2 separate regions of the Sus scrofa genome follow, and region 2 is linked to region 1. The links are chromatin contacts, called in public HiChIP or PLAC-seq maps. All regions are on one chromosome and are shown on one strand. The core of a region is the stretch at or near the end of the contact, and the rest is flanking DNA. Distances in the headings are between cores, read along the strand shown. Region 1 has its middle 130 kb from the start of FCRL5. Region 2 holds the start of LOC100525572 (SLAM family member 9).

The links. HiChIP or PLAC-seq counts read pairs in DNA pulled down with a chosen protein or histone mark.
Region 2: a contact with region 1 is called in an H3K27ac HiChIP or PLAC-seq map of alveolar macrophages, with 5 times the contacts expected there. The contact joins the promoter of LOC100525572 here to the enhancer-like site in region 1. A contact is called at or near these places in 2 of 5 promoter capture datasets (fetal liver and liver), 34 of 47 Hi-C or Micro-C datasets (adipose tissue, alveolar macrophages, blood and 17 more) and 2 of 2 datasets of contacts at active chromatin or transcription factors (alveolar macrophages and skeletal muscle).

Annotation. Positions count from the first base shown.
Region 1 is chr4:92,706,399-92,710,132 of Sscrofa11.1, forward strand. No RefSeq gene overlaps it. Among named protein-coding and RNA genes, the nearest start is that of FCRL5, 130 kb to the left of the region's middle. Within about 2 kb of position 2,208, at least 15 of the 83 cell types and tissues checked have an H3K27ac peak or open chromatin away from gene starts, as enhancers often do. A contact at or near this core is called in alveolar macrophages, liver, retroperitoneal adipose tissue and 1 more, where this site is marked.
Region 2 is chr4:92,789,948-92,793,926 of Sscrofa11.1, forward strand. LOC100525572 (SLAM family member 9) reads right to left here and starts at 1,714. Exons shown (of 9, transcript XR_002343395.1): 1 at 1,573-1,714; 2 at 1,282-1,465; 3 at 920-1,024.

The DNA.
Region 1 (3,734 bases), core at 958-3,457:
CTAGTCGGGTTCATTACTGCTGAGCCACAAGGGGAACTCCCCCTCCCTCATCTAACATTCCCATCATAAGTCCATGTTGTCACCTGTGCCTCAGGTGATTCTATCCATTGGGAGATCCCCACAACCTCCTCCTTGTGTTCAATTAGCTTGCTGGAGTGGCTCACAGGACTCAAGACAAGAGTTGACTTACTGTTTACCAGTTTATTATAAGAGGATATGGTCAAAAACACAGATGAACATGCAGATGGAAGAGATGCAGAGGGCAAGGTGTGTGGGAGGAGGCATGGAGCTTCGGGGCCCTGCCAGGGTGCACTGCCCTCCCATCACCTCCATGTGGTCACCAACCCAGAAGCTCCCAAGTCCCATCCTATGTGGAATTTTATGGAGGCTTCCTCCTGTAGGCATGATAGATTAATAACCCCAGTTCCAGTCTCTCTTCCCTCTTTGGATAAATAAGAATGGGGTTGAAAATGCCAAGCTTCTAATCTTAGCCTGGTCTTTTTGGTTGACCAGTGCCCCCCACCCCCAAGAGTCACCTCATTAGGACAAAAGACTCTGCTATCAGCCAGGTTATTCCCAGAAATTTAGGAACCCGGTCTCAGAAACCAGGGTCAAAGACCAAATGTTAGAACAAAAGATGCTCTAATGCTTTTATCGCTAAGGAAATTACAAGGGTTTTAGGAACTGTGTGCCAAGGGGAACTCAAGACAAGGGCAATATACATGTTTTCTATTATCTCAGAATTGCCAACCATTGTTGGTTCCACAGGCTTCTCACCCTCGGGCCCCCAGGCTGGGCTCCTCATCCTCTCCACTGGTCAACTGGGTACCTTCTCGCCTTCACCCCTTTCACCTGGTGAATCTTCCACAACGTGTCTCCCTATCCGGTCACCTCTGCCCCCATCACTGCCCTGACTTAGCCCCCATCTCTTGCTTGGATTTTTACAATTTTTACAATGGATTTTTACAATTACAAAATTTTTGTGAATTTCCTTTACAATTTTTACAATGGGTTGCCCTGTGCCTCCAGTGTTCCTGGATAAGCCTTGCTGCCCTGATTAATCCTCCTCAAGCACCCTCAGATCCCGCCTCGCCCCTGTTCAAAGAGCTTCACTGATTTCCAGTTACCCACAGAATTTATTTCAGAGGCTGCAGGCTGGCTTTTAGCATCATCTACAGCCTTCTGCCACCTGCCCATGGTCCTCAGACCTGTGGCTTCAGCCTCACCCAGGTGTTTGTAAGAAATGCAGATTCCCAGGCCCCCTGGAGCTACTGAGTCAGAATCTGCTATTGAACAAGATGGCCTGGTGAATCAGTACACGTTCACATTGAAGAAGTACTAGAGGTTTCCCTGTGGCACTGCGGGTTAAGGATCTAGCTTTGTTGCAGCTGTGGCGCAGGTTGCAACTGCAGTGCAGGTTCAATCCCTGGCTGGGGAACTTCCACATGCAGTGCATGCAGCCCCAAAAATTCCCCCTAAAAGACATTGAAGACGTGCTGCTTTATGGTCAGATTTCTTCTTTTTAAATATTTAAAGTTTTCTTGTGGAGCATCAGGTTAAGGGTCTGGTGTTCATCACTGCTATGGCTCTGGTCACTACTGTGGCTTGGGTTTGCTCACTGGCCTGAGAACTACCACGTGCCATGGGTGTAGCCAATATGTATACATATTTGTGACTGTGTGGTGTGAGATCCTTGTGGTTCAAGGCCTTTCCCTTCCCCACCCCTCCTGCTCCCTTTCCCATCTGGGTCCCTTACTCCTGGAATCATGTCTCTCTGACTGGCAGGCATGGTGGTCTCAAAATAATATATATATATATAATGTATATTATGTATTTTATTATTATATATAATATACATAGTATAAGTATATACGTGTCATCAGATCCTTCATATAAAAGTCATAAATGCATGTGGTTTTAAAAAACAAAGTGAAAAGTCTCAGTTCCCTGCTGGCCCCAGTTCCTTCCCTCAGAGGCACCCACTTCTATTATTTCTGGATTTAGTTTTTCTGTGGTTACTTCTGTGTCTCTCAGTAATGCTTCTAAGGCTATTTCTGGAGTTTTCAAACCAAAACATCACCTAATGACTTCTGGCTAATTTAGGGAGATTTAACTCACTGCTGCCCCCACCCCACCAAGCTGCCTCCCACTCCACCTCCCAGTGGCTGGAATGCTTTTGGCTTTTGTCATGTGTCTGGTCATGTGTCACGTCATGTGTCATGCTTCTGGCTTTTGTCACGTGTCTGGTGGATCCTTCGAATGACTCTCATGTAAAAAAAGAGCCAGGCAGCTTTGTGGGTGATCATGTTCCCCCTTGGCGTAGGGGCAGGCATTTACGCTGGGGAACCCCTGAGTGTCGAAATGAGGAAGTTTCTTGAAGCCCCAGGACCCACACAAAGTTGTTCCCTCCAGATCATGAGGTCAGAGTGTGGGGGTTTGTTTTTGCTTTTTTTTTTTTTTTTTTGTCTTTTTGCCATTTTGGGGTCCGCTCCTGCGGCATATGGAGGTTCCCAGATTAGGGGTCGAATCGGAGCTGTAGCCGCCGGCCTACGCCAGAGCCACAGCAACGTGGGATCTGAGCCGAGTCGGCAACCTACACCACAGCTCACGGCAACGCTGGATCCTTAACCCACTGAGCAAGGGCAGGGATCGAACCCGCAACCTCATAGTTCCTAGTGGGATTCGTTAACCACTGCACCACGACGGGAACTCCTGTTTTTGCTTTAAAAGAGCCTTCCTTTTGTGGATGTCCGAGAAGGAAATGCCTGGTCTGGGGAGAGGGTTGGGGGTTAAGATATCACGCCCAGACCTCCCAGTTGGCTCCCTGCTTCAGCCCCGTTCTTGCCACCCTCCCCTACTACCTACCCATCTGAGCTCAGTCCCTGAGGTTCTTCTGGGTGGAGGGCTCCATCCACTGCTGTGCCCCAGGTGTGAGTTCTAAGATAGGAGACTATCGCCACCTCCATCCCAGACACCAGGTGCCTGGTCTTGACAGCACAACCAGCCAGGGCTCTGAGAGTCGGAAGAGGTTGGCTTTCGGGGGGGACGTGGATGATGTTGATCCTGGAATCTATTTCTCCATCCTTCTGTATCTTCCCTGGGGACCCTAGTTATCGACGTGTTTGATCTCCATCGTCATCGGTCCTTATTGTTCTAATGGCCTCCTTCTTGTTTCCTCTATTATTTTTCTCATCTGTCTTCTACGCCATTGACAGTGTTTTCTGTGGTATTGATTCTGTTCTTTGCAACTTTAAATTCTGCAAAAGAATGCTTTTTCTCCTCTATTAGTCTTAAGCCCCTCCCCCTTCACAATCTGATGTATTAGTTCCTCTTTCACCTCTGGTTTTATCAGTCTTTTGCAAGCTGTTGTTTGTTTCCTTTATTTTGGAGGACCAAATATCTGCGGAGGTCTCATGTTAGGTTTTTTCTCCACTGCTCTTCGTCGTTGATGGGTTTTTTTGTTTGTTGTGATGTTTGCCTCAGCAAATATGTGTGTTTCAGTTCCCTTTGGCTTTGCTTCTGTCAGGACCCTGAGTTCCGAGCACACGAGTCAGAGAATCAGGTGTAGTGGCACGTGTTCTGTTTGGTCTCCGCACTGCCTGGGGAGGGCGGGGAGAGAGCGTGGACTCTGGGCAATGGGGGCTGGAGAGCCCTGTCTGCTCCCCCTGCTCCAGGTCGGCGAAAACCACACAGAAACGGTCTCCTCCGAGCGGGGGGTCCTGGTCCAGGAGGAG
Region 2 (3,979 bases), core at 464-2,963, 83 kb after region 1:
ACCTCATTTAGAAGGAGGTAATGTTTCGCAAGTTTGTTGTTACTTTGAGACATCTGTTTGCAGAAGTTCCCCAAGTCATTAAACTTTATGTAACTCCTGCAAGAGGCTGGGATATGAAACAAAAAATTTAAACAATAAAAGCTTTCCAACTCTCTCTCCAGAATTCATACTTCAAAATTCCTTAGTATTTCCTCATTGGTGTTCATTTAATTTCCTTATCCATCTCCCATGAAGTCTGGAAGGAAATGTGATGAGGTTGTTGTCCACCCAGGCTCCAGTTCCCTTTTCACTGAACTCCCTATTGTTTCTACTTCCCCTTCCCTTCTCTTCTCCCCAGGTTCAGCCCCTTTCTGGAGCCTGTTACCAGTTCCTTCCATAGTCTCTCCATATGCCTTACAACATGTGGGCATACAAGACGCCCTTAAGTTTTAGAGGCTGCTCTTCCCTTTACAAAAGCAGAATTTCACGGTATTCAACATCCTGCATCTGGTCAAGAAGCCCAGACTAGACCCGCTTCTTCCGGGCGCAGACCCCGGTTCAAGTTGCAGAGGCTGTCAGGTCCCCGCTGAGCCCAGATTAGGGGACCCTTGTTTTCACGCCCTTCCAAACCAAGGAGCCAGCTTAAGTCTCCCACCCTTTCCCCAAGCAGCTCCAGGCAGCAGAAGCAATCTCAGGTCCCTGGAAATGGTTCCCTTCCTACAGCCAGGGCTGTCTGAGCTCAGGGTCCCAGTCTCTCCGCAAGCCAAAGGCCAGTTTGTTCTGTTCACCCTGGAACTCTAAACCAATTGCACTGCATTTACTGAAAAATTACAAAGCTGCTTTGTCTCTTTGTTCACAGAAGATATTAATACGGGGAAAGGAGACCCTGCCTCCCTGCTCCACCCAGTGGCCCTCCCTCCCAGGAGCCAGGACCACTCACTGACGAGGAGGCTGAAGAATCGCAGGAGCCAGCAGAGGAGGGGGTCTTCCAAGTAGGGCCCCATCACCGGCTGCCTGCCAGTCTGCTCAGCAGCAGAAAAGACATCTGGGAGACCGAAGCGAGAGAGACGAGAGAGAGGAACGAAGAAGCGTCACTCGAAAGAAGCGCTTGGGTTCCTCCCACCCTAAGGCGGGGCTTCCCGCAGTTGGGTTTGCAGCCCACCAGTCTTCCGTTAAGCTGCTCCGAGGGGGTCTCTATTATCCCAGCGCCTACGGTAGGACCTTAATAAACAATTGCAGAATAAATATATAAACAACCTCACACTGTTGGAGATGCCCCAGCCCCAGCTAGGATCCCCTTACCTGTTTCCCAGCGGTCACAGCTCTGCCCCAGGCAGTCCTGTTCACCCATGTCAGCCTCTGCTTCGGCACAGGAGTCACCGTCTTTCAGCCAGGGTGGGCTAGGTCTCGGCTGCTTTGGGTGCTGTCTCCTGTCTTTATACTATTTAGTAAGTTTAATTTTTTTGTAGCTTCAGCTATCAGGTGCCTAAGGAAGAGCAAAAGAACAAAGCTCTTCTGGGGAAGTGTCAGCTTCCCACACCCCCAATGCAAATGTAGGCATTTACCTACTCCTGCCTGCACCCTGGGGCTTACCCGGCTGCTGCCGCCAGCATTGCTTATTCTCCCCACACGCAGGGCAAAGCCAAACCCCATGGAAAATGAATAGGCTTTTGTTGGAATCACACACACCATTTCCCTTTAAGCCAACAAGGAACACTGGGAGAGAAACAGACATGCTGGCAGAACACCAAGAAATTTGGGGAAATCCAAATTTCTACTTTCTCAGCAACATTCCAACCATTTTACAAAGTGAGAGGGCTCACTGACCATGCACATCCCCAACTTGTCTCGCTCTTTCCAATTTACAAAGCATTTGCTTCTGTGAGACAGACAGATATCATTATAATTACCTTCCCATTTCACAGATGTGGGAACTGAGGATCCAAAGAGGTTAATGAATAAACCCATGGTTTGGAAGCCAGTCCGTAGTAGTACAACCTGGCCTAGGACCAGGTCTCTGCTCTTTCACACCAATGGTCTTTCCAGGTCCAGGTCTTTCCATGTCCAGGTCCCTCTCGGTGCGGTGATTCCCCCACACAAGGTGACTTCGGAACTTGAGAAGCCACATGAGGGGGAAGGAGGCCCGGCCTGACCCAGGGCAGCCTTTTGCATCCTTTGCCTCATTCCAGGCAGCGGAACTGTGGCTGCATCTCAGAAGCCTCCGAGATCAAGCCTGCCCTTATTCAACCACGGCCGCCGCCTCCCCGAGGCACTCAGTGCAACACAAGCTGGCCGGCACCTCCAGCCACAGCTCAGACCTGCACAGGCTGCTGGCCTGAGAAGCCTTAGCGGTCTCCCAACAGGACCAGGGACCCCCACTGTGTGTAAGCTGCAGGCTGGGGGACCTGCCCTCCTTCCTGGGGCAGCCAACTGCCCTCCTGGGGAGTCTCAGTGTCCCACTCTCCTGGGGTCTCTTCATCTTAGTCTTCACATCCATCCCATCAGTCACTCCAGCTGCATTACCTTTTAAAGCTGGAGAAGCCCCCCTGGTGAAGAGACCGCTCCTTTCCCAGGCTTGTTCCCAGCTTCTGCAAGGGCTCTTGCCCACCCATTTGTCCATGACTCTCACTCCAACCACATCATTCAGTCTCTTTCTGCTGAGCTTTCCCTCGTGATTCTTGGCTGAGCTGGTTCTCAGCATCTCTCTTCTGTACAAGAAGACAGACCATATCCCCCTGCACAACCTTCTACCAAACCCAGGCATTCAGAGCACATTACTCTACCACACAGGGAAGAGGGTGGGCTCACAGATCCCCACCCACAGCCCCGGAGATTGTACCCACAGACCTTTGAGACCCTCCCACTGGAACCTCAGAGGGAGGGAGCTCCTGCAGGAGCAGGGACCTGGGAAAAACCTCCCCATTTCAGGGGTCACCCCTCCCTCCTGGGCCTAAGAAAGAGCCCCCATCAGCCTCCAGCCTGTCACCTGCTCCTGCTCCCTGGATTAAGACGCTCCCTCCCGTCCCGTCAAATATTTGCTGACCCCTCCCAGTGCAGCTCACATGGCCCCTGGGAGCCGCCCCATCCTGCCCAGATGGAACCAGGTGCTCTCTGTGCTGGGTTCCCACAGCCCTGCAGCAAGGGGTCATCTGTGATGTGACCAGGATCTTGCCCCTCCCCTTTCTGAGGCAGGTCCCAGGCCCCGAGAACAGGGGAGACGAGGAGGCCCCACTCTCAGGCTGGGGCAAGGGCAGGGTGGGATCCTGAGAGGGGGGTCTTGTGGTCTCACCCTCGTCCCAGCCCTCCTGTGAGGACACTGGATGTCACACATGCTCTGGACCAAGGCAGGAAGCTCTCAGCTAAGCTGCACGTGGCAGCCGTGACTGGCTCCCACACAGCAAATACGTACTGAGCACACCTTGTGCCTCGGCACAGCCAGGGCTCTCCTCTCCTGGCCTGTCACCATCGGCTGCTGTCACTGAGCCCCGAGGTATCTTCAAGAGCAGCAGGACCTCATCTAGGACCTCCCCTTCTGATAGGCCTTGGGCTCAGTGCTCTGTGGGAAGGAGAAGGTGGGCTCCTCTACAGTCAGATTTTCCCAGCCCTGCTTCCCCAGGGGTGCTGATAATTCACCCAAGAACATCCACTCCTCAGAAGAACAATCTCAAAGTCTACAGTGTTATCCTTAGAAATCCAAATCTGAAAATTCCAAATTCTTCTGATATTCAAGAACTGTTGCACTCTTGAAGATATATTATGCTGAGAAAATTAAGCCAAGGATAATCTCTAAAGTAGATGCCAAGGTTTTCATTTGTAATAAAAGTCTGGGGACAGGTGTCAAATCAGGGAACCAAGACACTCCCTTCCATTAACAGGGTGTCTCCCCAGCAAGGGGATTGACTGGGCACAGATCCCGTGATGGTCAGTGTAGGTGCTGTTTCTCCCTCATTCTGAAACTTCCTGACCGAACTAAAAACACTTCTCTTCCAGTGGCCACAAT